Linked DNA regions of Sus scrofa: region 2 is linked to region 1. Evidence: chromatin contacts called from public Hi-C data. All regions are on one chromosome and are shown on one strand. The core of a region is the stretch at or near the end of the contact, and the rest is flanking DNA. Distances in the headings are between cores, read along the strand shown. Region 1 overlaps SEC16B (protein transport protein Sec16B). Region 2 holds the start of LOC106505010 (quinone oxidoreductase-like protein 2).

What was found. A called contact is a pair of places that touch in the nucleus more often than the background predicts.
Region 2: a contact with region 1 is called in a Hi-C map of fetal skeletal muscle, with 2.4 times the contacts expected there. The contact joins the promoter of LOC106505010 here to the enhancer-like site in region 1. A contact is called at or near these places in 8 of 47 Hi-C or Micro-C datasets (embryonic fibroblasts, epiblast stem cells, fetal heart ventricle and 3 more) and 1 of 2 datasets of contacts at active chromatin or transcription factors (skeletal muscle).

Annotation. Positions count from the first base shown.
Region 1 is chr9:119,813,531-119,820,365 of Sscrofa11.1, reverse strand. It overlaps SEC16B (protein transport protein Sec16B), which reads left to right. Exons shown (of 27, transcript XM_021063708.1): 4 at 1,604-1,707; 5 at 2,768-2,879; 6 at 3,935-4,043; 7 at 5,506-5,650; 8 at 6,301-6,452. Among named protein-coding and RNA genes, the nearest start is that of SEC16B, 26 kb to the left of the region's middle. Within about 2 kb of position 3,570, at least 3 of the 83 cell types and tissues checked have an H3K27ac peak or open chromatin away from gene starts, as enhancers often do. A contact at or near this core is called in fetal skeletal muscle, where this site is marked.
Region 2 is chr9:119,887,781-119,894,941 of Sscrofa11.1, reverse strand. LOC106505010 (quinone oxidoreductase-like protein 2) reads left to right here and starts at 1,594. Exons shown (of 10, transcript XM_021063967.1): 1 at 1,594-1,703; 2 at 1,786-1,894; 3 at 5,489-5,585. The coding sequence starts at 1,654.

The sequences.
Region 1 (6,835 bases), core at 2,321-4,820:
AAAAGATGGAGTATAGTTCCCTGTGCTATACAGTAGGTTCTTGTTGGTTATCTATTTTACATATCTGTGTATATGTTATCCTAAACTCCTAATCTCCTGGTTTTTTTTTTTTTGTTTGTTTGTTTGTTTCCTCTTCCACCCTACTGCATTGGTGTAGCTAAACCATTTCCTCTCCCAAACTGGATTTGAATGACTGAAAATATAGTATTTTCCTTTCTCTATCCCTAGGGGAGCTTCTTCAAGAAGTCCTCCCAAGGTGATTGGGTGTTGGGGGCAGGGGAGAGGGTAGGAAGAATGGTGAAATTCAAGACAGCCGATGAGACCCTCTCACTCTGGGATGACAAAAGGCAGTATTTGCAGACTCTGGAAAAGCTTTTCCTATAACAAGTTCCTTGTCCTCTTCGGATGACCCTGACTTGGATCAGCACCGACACCCCCAACGCCAGGAAGAGCCCTGGTGCCTAGAACATCACGTAGAGTGCGGCGGGCACACGGGAAAAAAATAAGTATCCAGTGAGTGAATGGGAACTTAAAATCAGAGAATGCTGGAGTTCCCGTCGTGGCGCAGTGGTTAATGAATCCGACTAGGAACCATGAGGTTGCGGGTTCGGTCCCTGCCCTTGCTCAGTGGGTTAACGATCCGGCGTTGCTGTGAGCTGTGGTGTAGGTTGCAGATGCGGCTCGGATCCCGTGTTGCTGTGGCTCTGGCGTAGGCTGGTGGCTACAGCTCCGATTCAACCCCTAGCCTGGGAACCTCCATATGCCGCGGGAGCGGCCCAAGAAATAGCAACAACAACAACAACAAAAAGACAAAAAGACAAAAAAAAAAAAAAATCAGAGAATGCAGATTTAAGCTTGTAGGCTTCAAGTTTAGAATGAAGATGTCTCTGTGAGGTAATTCTAGGAGAATCTGGAGCTCCTGCTCTTGGACTTGATCTTTTATGAAATGTTGCAAACCATCTCTTTTCTACTTTAGCTTTTTCAGATGGGGTGATGGTTGCCTGCCTCCAGATTTGGGGTTGAAATTAGGACAATTATTAAAAGAATTTTGCCCCTATGAAATAGTATAGAATTATTAATTGGTAAAAATACTTACAACATGACATTTCTTTGTTGACTTCTCGAAGAACGTTTGGTTAAGGACAGAGGCAATGAAAGCAGTCAGATTTAGGATGGGCCAACTTGCCTTTTTCATCTCATTTCCATCTGTAACATGCATGGGAATTACCGTGGCTTATTGGGTATGTCCATAGTCAACCTGAGAAGGAGTTTCCTCGGATAACATCAGGGATGGTTTTCTTATACCATCCTATGTTGTTGGAGGTGTGTGTTTGGGGAGTAAGAGGGAGCACGAGGGAGGAGAATGAGACACTTGGCTCTGGTTTTGCTATAAAATCACAGCCTTTTTATGACGCAAAAGTCCTCTTCCTGCTCAGATTCTGGATTTTCTGGTTATAAGCTCCAGAATGAACTGTGGCATTAGAGCAGATCTAGAGAGGGGTCCCGTTTCTGTTCTCTGAAGTTTAGGTTGTCAAGCACTCCACTGGTTTCTCGCTTCCCCATGCTCATCCTTGAACGACTGGCCTTCTTTGTGACCTTGTAGGCCGGGGACTGAGGATCTGTATCAGACCTATCACTCTCCAGCCCTCAGGGAAGAATATGCTTATGGAAGTTATTACTACCACCGACACCTGCAGGAAGAAAGAGGTATGCAACAATCTCCAAGAAGCCTTAGGGATGTTGCGGTGGGTCTGACAGGGGAGAAGCCAAAGGGGCCGGGCTGGGAGCCTCACCGAGGGCTTCCTGCTTGGCTGAACTACAGCCCCGCCCCCAGCCACTTCTTTCTTGGCCAGATGAGGTCACAGCAAAGACACCGCTGCTCGATGCCTTGAGAAGAGTTAGAAAAGAGCCATTTTTCTTTGTACCTGAGATGATGGTACTGCCATCATTTTGTTCCTAGTGTTATGGATAGTTTGTACATCATGCATATTTTTCTTCTACTCCTCATTATAGCCAAGACTGGGTCTCTGGCCAAGTGACAGTGAAGTCAGTTCCTAACAGGGAGGTCATCAAGCATGTGGCTGGGCTGTGAAGAGTCCGACCATCATTTACTCTGAGGGTGGCGGACACACACACACAAAGGAACTTATACTCTATACCAATAGTAAGGCTTTAGGTATGTGCTAGTGGCAGCATCCGACCTGCTAGCAAAGAGGAACCTGTTTCAGCGCTGAAAACACAAGCATCCGTGCACGCCTGCTGCTGCAGAGTTGTATCGAACCCATGCTAGTGGGTTCAGAGAGGACTGAGATGCAGCTGACAGACTTTCATTGTTAGCTTTCACTTACCAGTTTTATTCGCTTTGGCAAATCCAGTCAGCCTTCTGTGTCTGTGGGTCTGCCTCCAACTGATAATTGAAAATATTCAAAGAAAAGAAAGTTCCAGCAAATTCCAAAAAGCTGTTTGCAGACAACAATTGACATCGCACCTACATTGCATTTACAACTATTTACATAGCATTTACATTGTTAGGCATCATAAGTCATCTAGAGATGACTGCAAGGAGATGGAGGATGTGTGACACCATTTTATCGAAGGGACTTGAACTTCCCCGGGTCCTGAAACCAGTTCCCCCATGGATAGTGAAGGATGACTGTGTGTTTTTATACCTGCTGTTTGCCAGAAACTCAGCTTCACAGCTTGCTGGTATCTTTCTGAACTCTTGGGAGTAGAAAGTGACTTGTCTTTGTTTTCTCTGAGGGTGCAGTGCCGAGGCAAGGGAGTCCTTACGTCTGGCACGAAGATTATCGAGATCAAAAGTACCTCCAGGAACATCAGCGTGCAAACCAGAAGAGTCCATTTGCTGAGACGCAGTTCCAGTAAGTGAGCCCCAGTTCCAGGAAGTGTGAAAGGAGAGGCTGATTCAGCCTTATTTGGCCAAACCCAGGCCATGCTGAGCAAACCTCACGGTGTCAGGTGCTCGTCCCTCACCTTTGGAAGCCTGTCTGCTTTCGTTCTGGCCCCAGGGATGTGGGAGTAGCCCAGGATGGCTGGGCCAGCTGTTAACATGGATTCTTGGAGGAGGGAGTCTTAATTCTGGAGGCAGTTTCCAACACCTGCCGTGAGTTCCCCAAACTGTGAGATTACATTAGGTCCATTTTTTTTTTTTTTTTTTTTGTAGGGCTACACCCGAGGCATTTGGAAATTCCCAGGCTAGAGGTCGAATCAGAGCTGCAGCTGCAGACCTATGCCGCAGCGACAGCAACTCAGGATCCGAGCCGCATCTACGACCTACACCACAGCTCAGGCAACGCCGGATCCTTAACTTACTGAGTGAGGCTGGGGATCAAACCCGCATCCTCATGGACACTATGTCAGGTTCTGAACCTGTGGAGCCACAACGGGAACTCCTGAGGTCCATCTTAAAGGAGGGCCTTAAATCTGTGTTGGCCTTGGAACAGATGTGGCCTTGCAAAAGTTCTCATGATTGGCCCTGCCTTGGGCAGTGGTGCTTCTCCTCTGCCCACTCCTGTGCTCTGAGAATGGGCTCTGCCCTGGGAGAAGGCCAGTGGGGAAGAGCATTTGGTGCAAGCACCTGTCCTGATGCCCTTAGGGCTGGGGCCTTTCCCTGCCTGGAATTAGCAACCCGACTGCTCTGATTTAAGTCATTCTGGATGTCAGGCTGCAGAGACAGCCTTTTCTGCAGGGTTTGGGACCACTTCTAGCAACCGTATTATGAACCCCAGGAGCTCCTGTTTTTCTGGGGTTAATGGATCGAGGTTGCAGAAGGGAGGACTAGGCTTTTCCCTGAGGCACATGAGCCAACCTGAACCCTGCCCACACTTTGCAATAGAACAGCCTCCAGCAGAGAGCAGCTCAGCCTTGCTGTCCTGGCCCAGACCCCCTCTCACCTGCTCCTGTCATTTCGCTGCAGATCTAAGAGTCAGAACCCGTATAAAGACAGTCCTGCTTCAAACTCTGGACAGGAGGAGCCTGGGGACTTACTTCCAGAGAGTCTGTTAACTGAGGCCCAGAAAAACAAGGTAACCTGAAGTGACATGAGGCTGGTGGTCTGTGACAGTGCATCACAACTGCCACTGTCAGCAGTGGCAGGGCAGGGAGCTGGGTTGGGGTGGGAGTCCCCATTGGCCAGCATTTCTAAGGGGTCCCACTCCTTCCCACTCGGCAGAGCCTTTCCCGGCTTCCTGTTTCAGTCTTCTGGGCCTGGAGTCCTGATCTGAACCTTTTCCATTTTCTTGCCAAGTCAATCGGCTGGCTCAGGAAGTGTCACCCAAGCCACTCCAGATGCTTGGAAAGAGGAGACGAGACTGTCACCAGTACCCCAGAGGACTAGCGATTTCTTTTACTCAGGAAGAGGGAAGTTGCTAGAATCTTTTAATTCAGGTCTTTCTTAACTCCACCATCTCCCTTCTAAAACCTTACTGTGTATACCAGTCGGCCTACAAAATGAAGCTCTTGAATTTTTCAAAATAAACATTAAATTTTGGAAGAATATGAAATCTATGGAGACGTTGCAAAGATCCTACAAAGACAAGCTCTTAAGTTTCGACGGTCGTGTGTTAATTTTGTTTCCCTGATGAGATCTGTCTGATTTGGGGACACCGTCTCTTCTGTATACCTGAGCTTTACAGACCAGGGCACCTAGTGTGACTAACAGTAACACAACACAAAATAACAGCCAGCAATACACACGTGTGGCACCTTACAGTGGACAAAGAGCTTTTGCATCATGATTTACATCCTTGTTCTACAATCCTCCCAGGATGTAAGTTCTGTGAATTTCTAGTCACCTGTATCCCTAAGGGAAAGCCCAGCCCCTGGAGCATGGTAATTGTGCATTAAACAGTTGGCGAATGAGGAGCTCCCACTGTGGCTCAGTGGGTTAAGAACCCAACATAGTGTCCGTGACGATGTGAGTTCAATCCCTGGCCTCGCTCAGTGGGTTAAGGATAGGGCATGGCTGCAAACTGTGGCATAGGTGCAGACGTGGCTCAGATCCAGGGTGGTTGTGGCTGTGGCGCAGGCCTGCAGGTGCAGCTCTGATTTGACCCCTAGCACGGGAATGTCCATATGCCACAGGTATGGCTGTAAAAAACAAACAGAAACAAAAAGCAGTTGGTAAATGAATGCAAGATCAAGTTCTTGAACTATACAGGGTAGGTGTAATTATCTCCATTACCGATGAAGGTACTGGGGTCAGAGAGTCTAAATCACTTGTTCAAGGTCACAGCAACTAGGTATTGACAAAGCTGGAATTTGAATCCACCCCCTGCCCCAGGACCTGCACTTTCCTCCCAGACCAGAATGAATCCTTTAGCAAACACCTGTCAATTGCATGGTCCTTCTTTTCCTTTCAAACCATCCACATTCACTAAATTTATTTGATAAAGTCTGAATTTTATTGCTTGGAAGAAACACTTGGGCAGACTGTCTCTTGGAAAGTGTTTCTGCTTCATGTAGGTTTTCATTGTTTTTAACTTCCAGCCATCCCTGACGGAGGAGTCCAACCTTCTCCGACAGCACGAGTCTGGTCTCAGCTCCAGCAGCTATGAGCTCAGCCAGTACATGGCCAACGCCTTCGAGCCGCACGACCCCACGGCTTCCACAGCTTGGAGTCCAGTTCAGGCTGGTGGGTACTGGAGGGGTCAGAGGAGTTGGCTGCCTCCCACGAGAAGAGGGTGGGTGGCACATCTCTTGGAAAGTCACCTTTCTCCTGCATTGCCAAGAGCAGATCATTTGTCTGCCTCATTTGCGGACGTAAGCCTCCTGGGCAGTGTGGCCAAGGTTTGGTTCCCTTCCCCACTTTTCTCTAGTCCTGGAGATTGCATCACAGCTGGTTCTTGGAAGGGAACAATGCCCCTGGCCATCAGCAGGCTGGGAAAGGAGGCGCTCAGAGGAGCTGTTAGGTAACAGGTGGCGAAAGTAAAGGCCAGGCTCACTTTGGGAGCATGAAGGCAGATCACGAAGGTCTGGATGTAGGAGGCTTGTCTTGAGTCCTGGGGCCGTGAGAGGCGGAGCCCCTGGCCTGTCCCCATCACGGTCTCTGGCCCCGGTGCGTTGTCATTTGGATCAAACCATCGACTGCTTGCATTACATTCGACATAGTCTCAGGCTCCACGCTGGCCTCGGGCATGGGCTTCTTCTAATGCTGTAGTTCAGTTAGATTCTTGCCGTGGACCCAGGTGGAATTTGGAAAGAAATGTGTTTATGGGGTATTTCTCAAGTAAAGCAAAGCAGGGGCAGTCATGCTAACGGTGCCCTCCTGTGTCTCTTGGTCAGAGGATGTCTCGGCGGCTGGTCCCAAGGCACCCATGAAGTTCTACGTCCCTCACATGCCTGTGAGTTTTGGGCCAGGGGGTCAGCTGGTGTGTGTGGGTCCCAGCTGTCCCGGGGATGGAGAGACGGCCCTTGTTGAACTGCACAGCATGGAGGTAAACAAGATTCTGTGTCCCTGGGGGACCGGCACGTTGCTCCCTGCTTCCCTTTGCCCAAGACCAGGCATCTTCAGGAATAGGGTGGGAGACCTGGGCCAACACTCCATGGACTGGTCTCTCTCTGTGTGTGTGTGTGTGTGTGTGGTGTGTGTGTGTGTGTGTGAAGGAATGAATGGGCCTCCTTTCTGACAGAAGCGATGCTAGACTTCATGTTTTTCCTGAGATACTCTTGGCTCAGATTCAGCAACCAGAGAACTCATTTTTGTCCTGCTTTGTCCAGGAGGCCCTGAGCCATGTCCTGGGACCATGGCTCTGGGTTCTGATATGGGACTAGACCCAAAGGGGCTTTGGGTGGACGTAGTCTTTTTTTTTTTTTTTTT
Region 2 (7,161 bases), core at 345-2,844, 77 kb before region 1:
GTGGTGGAAACTGGCTCTTGACTTCATTCCCACCAAAGCCTTTAAGCCTAATCTCGGAAGTTCATTCCTACTTCAGTTTTGCTTTCTGATTTTTTATTCCATTCCTTATTTGTTCCTTTATTCATTTCTTTATTCCATTCCTGATTCGTTCTTTCTATCATTCTGTGCTCTCTTGGACTCCTGTTTTCATCAAAAAATGGAAATGGAATAATTTTAGGGATTATTCTGCCCAATTCTTTCACTTTATGGGGAGGAGCCAGGCTCCACAGCCATGAGGAGCTCCAAAGCCTTAGAAATAAGTGGTAGAGTTGGACTTGAACTCAGAGGCTCTACACTTTTTGACCAGATGTCTATTTAAAGACATCATGCTTTTTCTTTTTTCTTTTTTTTCTTTTTTTTTCCATGCCCATGGCATGTGGAAGTTCCCAGGCCAGGGATCATGCCACAGCCTGGGCTACTTCAGTGACAATGCTAGGTCCTTAACCCACTGCACCACAAGGGAACTCCAACGCCATACTCTCTTTAAAAGCTATCTGTCAATGAAACATCCTTCCCAGGATAACATTCTTTAATATTGCTAATACATTAATATTTGGCTACCACTGCAACAGAGATCTACCTAGTTTTGTAATATTTTACAGATTATATTGTCACTCAGTTTTCCCAGAGCGTACCTGTTCACATAAGAGTTATACTATCATCGAATCAATTACTGAGCATCTACTATGTGCCAGGCATAACATAGGTGTCAGGAAAGGAAAACTACCTGGTTTGGAGATGACTTTAATTGAAAATATTCTTTGCATTTGTGTAGGATCATTTAACATTGGATTACTAGGAACTGTGCAGTTTTAGTGTAAGCAGCCCTGTGTGAGAAAAGCATGACAAGAATTGAATCCTAAAAAGACGTTGAAGGCAGAAATTAAAGCCTTTATGCATTTAGGATGTCACACTTGCACAAGACCCTCCCCAACCCTTATTTATTCATTGTTTTATTGACCGTACAGCTGGTTTATACTGTTATTAGTTTCAGGTGTACAACATAGTGATTCAGTATCTTTTTAGATTATACTCCATTTAAAGAGATTTTAAAATACTGGCAATATTCCCTATGCTGTACATTACGTCTTTGTACCTTATTTATTTTATGCATAATAGTTTGTACCTCTTAAGCCCCTTCCCCCATCTTGCGCGCCCCTAGCCGCCCCTCCCCCCTGGGGAGCCACTGGTTTGTTCTCTGTACAAGAACCTCCACGTGTGGTTTTAAAAATCGCTCCAATGAACACTGTAAATGAGCTGTAATGGAAAAAAATAAAAATCATTATTTAAAAAAAAAATCTTCAAATTTGCTACCAAAAATACCAACAAAGGTTCATCTCGGGGTATCTCTATTTACTGGACTCCCCATTCCCTTCAACAGGCTCCAGCTGGCGGGGTGGGCGGGGGGAGGGGGCACGGGCGCACCGAGAAGCCCGGCCGCCGCCTCCAGCCTGGGGTCGGGTCGCGTTCCGGCGGGTCCCAAGCTCCCGTCTGCAGTCCGCCCGCAGGGGCGGGGCAGGGGCGGGGCGGGGGGGCGGGGCTGGATGGGGTGGGCGGTGCCCGGCTCTTCTTGCTGCGCTGGGACTGCTCCCCTACGGAGACTTGGTCGGGGCCATGCAGACGGCGGCGTGGGCACGGTACTTGTCTCGGTCGTGGCTCTGCAGGTGCGACTCTGACCCATCCCCGAGCCCCCAAAGGCAACCCCGGGTTCGAACCCCGTAATCCAAGCTTTGTCTTGCGTTGCAGGAGGGCCTGGCCAGGCTGCAGCCGGCACTACCGGGCCGTGCTGTGCTCCGAGTTGAAGCAGCCCCTGGCAATTGAGGAGGTCGCCCCCCGTCCTGTTGGGCCCCACGAGGTAGGGTGACTCGCCTGGCTCCGGACCCCTGCACGCCCCTTTTGAAATTGCAGTCCTCCTCGGTGGGACTTAACACCCACCTGCACCTCAGATTCGGGCTCGTATCCACTGTCTCTGACTTGGAGGGGACTGAACCCACTGGACTTTGTTTTTGTTTTTAACTAAAACCGCCCACCTAATGTTGGGACTTACTGACGACTCTGCACCCCGACAGACAACGGGACAGGCAGAGTGAGTTTATTAGCACAGGAGGTTTGTGAGAGATCTGAGAAGGCAGGCTGTGTCCCAGGACTGAGAGGACACATTAATTTTTATAAACGAAAGAAACGTAGGAAGCGAAGACCACCTTCTTCCTCAATCTCTGGCAGAAGTCAAGGTCACATCATTAGTTCCTTCTTTGACCCCACATAGTTTAACCCAGCAGTCATAGTGCTATTTAAATCTATGTATAAATTAACTATACTTCAATAAAACTTAAATCATATGTGTATTAGCAAAAGGGTGGTAACATACTAAAATTTGGTAATTCATTTCAGGTTTTGGTATAATATCCCCTTTCACCTAGTGTCTTTCCCTTTGCACCTCACCTATATTCCTGTCTTGGCAGAAATGCTACTCTTCAAGGACTATTAACTGACTTCATGTAACAAGATTCAGGCTCTATTGTCCTGTGTTTTAACTAGCAGCACTTGTGGCTTGAGTGTTTCTGGCACTTGAATGTGCCTGACCTTCCTTCAAGGTAGAGTAGATTGTTGCTAGGTTACTGGATTCTTTCCCCCCAGTGGTCATTAGTTTACAGGGCCTCCCAACTCCTTTAAAATTGCCTGTCTTTAATCCCTTACTGGGATTTATTTAATTATCCTGCTCTATCCCTATCACTTTCACTCTCTCCACAGGGCCACCACCCACATCCTGGGGCTCCTGTCCCCACCCAATTCCTGAGTGGACTGAAGGGTTACTTTGAGCTGGGCTTCTAGAAAGGCCCTTTTTGCGGGGTGGGGTGGGGGGGTGTCACAAAAAAAGCTGAAGTGCAAAGTGCAAAAAGTTTTGTTCCCTGAAACAGCCAGAGCGGTTGGTTGCCTTAGAAACAGAGAATTCTGATTTACACAGGACTTTGCATAACCAACTGAAAGTTTTTTTTTTTTTTTTTTTGTCTTTTTGCCATTTCTTGGGCCGCTCCTGCGGCATATGGAAGTTCCCAGGCTAGGGGTCTAATCGGAGCTGAAGTCGCTGGCCTACACCAGGGCCACAGCAACGTTGGATCCGAGCCATGTCTGCAACCTACACCACAGCTCACGGCAACGCTGGATCTTTAACCCACTGAGCAAGGGCAGGGACTGAACCCGCAACCTCATGGTTCCTAGTCAGATTTGTTAACCACTGCGCCACGACGGGAACCCCCTGAAAGTTATTGATTAACCCAGAGAAATGGATCCCATCCTTTGCTTCCTCTCCTTCAGTGTCAGCATGTGACATTGCCCTCCCTCCTCCCCCCAGCCAGCTCGTTAATGCCCTGTATTTCCATGCTGCTGCATCTTGAGCCCTCCTCTGGTATACTGCAGTGATTTGGGGTGATGGGGCTTAGTTAAGGATTGTGGGCATGTACCCACAATTAGGGTGGTGGGAAATATGATTGTCACGTTGGCCTGGCCCGTCGACCACCTGGTGACACTGTCCTCTCTTGTGGAGAACGAGAACCTCGGACAGGGTGAAGCAGGCAGTGAGTCTCGGGGTTGGGGGCCCCTGGTAAGAGACAGAAATATGGCTGCAGCCCGGAAGCATCCCTGACACGGACCCTGTGACTCAGTGGATGATTTGGGTGAGTGCAGAATAGCAGTCAGTCCGCTTCCTGGGATTCGCATGCTGAAAGATGTTCACCTTGAGTCAAGGTGAAGTGTGGCTTGAGGATTTATATGTGCCATACACGCCAACACCTGTGTCATGCACACAGGGTGCGTAGGCTTGAGGGCAGGGCTCCTTTGTTCTGTTATTTGTCCAGACACTTCTCTGTCAGGAATCAGCTCATGAGAGCGGGGACTCTACAGGTTTTATCCACCATTATGTTCCCAGAGTCGGGAATGGTGCCTGGTGTGTGGCAGATGCTTCAGACATTGTTGAATGAAGGCATTGTGCCCATAAAATATCTCCTCACCAATACGGCCATCTCTGTATGAAATCGGAAATCTGAACAAATGAAAGAATGTCACTGAGGCTGCATTTCCTCCTGTGATTCCAAGCCCTGATAAGTTGGATTGATTACTTCTGTGATTCCAAGCCCTGTTGATTTTTATTGATCTAACGTCAGGCTGCATCAGAATCACCCTTGTCAGTAAAGATCACTGGGCTTTGTCCCCAGAGTTTTTTTTTTTTTTTTCCCCACGCCCACTGCCTGTGGAAGTTCCTAGGTCAGGGATCAAACCTGAGCCACAACAGTGATGATGCCAAATCCTTAACTGCTAGGCTACCAGGGAACACCCTTTCCCCACGGTTGCTGATTCAGTAGGTTGGGGCTGAGATTTTGAACTTTCAATAAGTTGCCAGGTGACACCGAAGATGGTGGTCTGGGGAACCACACTTGGAGAACCACTGCCTAACAAAGTCTAGAGAAACTGCTGCAGGCTTGCCTCCCCTCTAGCTACTTCAAGGAACATAGAAGGTAGGCACTCTAGGACCAGCTTCTCCGATGTCTGACTCCCCAGACAGCTGATCATGTTACCCTCTGATTAAAGTCTTTAAGTGGCTTACCTTGTTCCTGCTAGGAAGACCAAGATCTTCAATGAAGCCTACAAACCCTTGGATGGTGTGGGGCTGCCGTCCAGCCCCCTCTTTTTCTCTTCTTTGTGCTCTAAACTCACTGTTTTTTCTTTTGTCCTCACCCCTGGGCCTTTGCACATGTCATTGCTTTTGTCTGTGCCAGGCTCCCACCCTTTTGAATGGTAACTCTTAGCTGTTCTTAGTTCAAGTGTTACTTTTGCAGGGGATTCTCCTTATTTCCCCCAAAGGTCAAAACTCCCCAGTGTGTGCTTTTATAGCACCCTATATTTGTGCACCGTACCTTTAACATTTTGTGTAGGAGTTGTAATTTATTTTTTAAAAATTATTTTTCTTTTTGTCTTTTTAGGGCCACACCCATGGCATATGGAGGTTCCCAGGCTAGGGGTCAAATCAGAGCTATAGCTGCTGGCCTACGCCACAGCCACGGCAATGCCAGATCCAAGCTGTGTCTGGCGACCTACGCCACAGCTTACGGCAATGCCAGATCCTTAACCCACTGAGCAAAGCCAGGGGTCGAACCTGCGTCCTCATGGATGCTAGTCAGATTCATTTCTGCTGAGCCACAATGGGTGCTCCCAGGAGTTGTAATTTAATACATAAGTCTTCATAATCCTTTGGTTAATGTCTGTCTTCTTGACCATAGTTTTAGCTAGCTCCATGAGGGCAGGAACACTGTCCATTTTGTCTCATGATTGTACACTGGTACTTAGTTCAGTACCTGGCATATAGTACGCATTCAGTAAGCATAATGGTATAATTGAATGAACTTTGTCTTCATGGATGTGTACTGCTCTTCCTTGTGCTCTCTTTCCTTTGCAGGTCAGAGTTGATGTCCATTTCTCTGGAGTTAACTTTGCTGATATTTTGGTATGTCGTGGTCAGTATCAGGAAAAGCCCCGACTTCCTTTCATACCTGGTGAGTAGGAAGGGGCCAAGTGCCTGCTTCAGGTAAAGAAGATAACAGAACTTTCAGAACCATGTGCTTCATCTCAGGTACTATGGTGGCGGTGCTTGCCTGCTGTCAGTGGTGTCGCAGATTTGTCAGTCTCAGTGCTAATGAAAATCACTAGATTACAGGGGCTGTGGCCATAATTATTCTAGTCACATTCATGTGACTGTCTTGCTGGTGTTACCTCCTCTCCCCCTGCCACTGGCCCTGTTATATCTGGCTCATTAAATAATTGACTGTTTGATTGATAGAAATATAATTTTTTTTTTTTTGGTCTTTTTGCCATTTCTTGGGCCGCTCCCGCGGCATATGGAGGTTCCCAGGCTAGGGGTCAAATCGGAGCTGTAGCCACCTGCCTATGCCAGAGCCACAGGCATCTTTTTTTTTTTTTTTTTTTTTTTTTTTTTTTTTTTTTTTTTTTTTTTTTTTTTTTTTTTTTTTTTTTTTTTTTTTTTTTTTTTTTTTTTTTTTTTTTTTTTTTTTTTTTTTTTTTTTTTTTTTTTTTTTTTTTTTTTTTTTTTTTTTTTTTTTTTTTTCTCGCGGATTGAGCCGCGTCTGCAACCTACACCCACAAGCTCACGGCCAACGCCAGATCCGTCAACCCACTGAGCAAGGGCAGGGACCGAACCCGCAACCTCATGGTTCCTAGTCGGATTCGTTAACCACTGCGCCACGACGGGAACTCCCCCTTTCATTCCTTGACAGTGCCTTGATTTTGGTTTTTCACTGAAAGATCATAAATGTGTGGTTGCAGCTAAAACTCAGTCCTCACAAATACATTCCCAAAGAAACCGAATACCAAGGGATCAGAAAGAAGAAACAGTTTGTACATTTCTTAGCAGCTCGTGCTCAGATTTGCCTTATGCCCAATCCGATTACATTTAGATCCTGAATGTGTGGACCAGTGACTGATTTTTATTGTTGAAATTTATTAAAAGATGTAAATAGAGTGTGTCTACAGTTCAGGTATATTTTATACAGACAGCTAGCATTAAGCACACAGTGATTGCAAAACAGTTGCTGTGTTGTGGCCATAGGGTATTTGGTTTGGTCTCAACAGTTGGAACTGTTTGTATTTGCTTACATGCCAGATAGGGGAGAAGATGTCATACTCAATTGAGTTATTCTTCTGGCAGCTCAAGTGGAAAATGGATGATCATTAAATTCAGAAATTTTGGAGGTGGAAGAGGAAAGGGCAGACAACACCGGTTCATCTAGTTGAGCAAAGTACCGTAGGATAAACTAGTTCATGTCCTTGAGGGCCTCACAGTCCAGAAGAGGAGACAGGTATACAGATACACACTGTATGATGGGAGTTCCCCTTGTGGCTCAGTGGGTAAGGAACCTGACATAGTGTCCATGAGGATGTGGGTTCGATCCCTGGCCTCACGCAGTAGGTTAAGGATCCAGTGTTGCCGCAAGCTGCAGTGTAGGTCACAGATGCGGCTCAGATCTGGTGTTGCTGTGGCAGTGGTGTAGACCGGTGGCTGTAACTCTGATTCGACCCCTAGGCTGGGAACTTCCATATGCCTGCGGGTGCAGC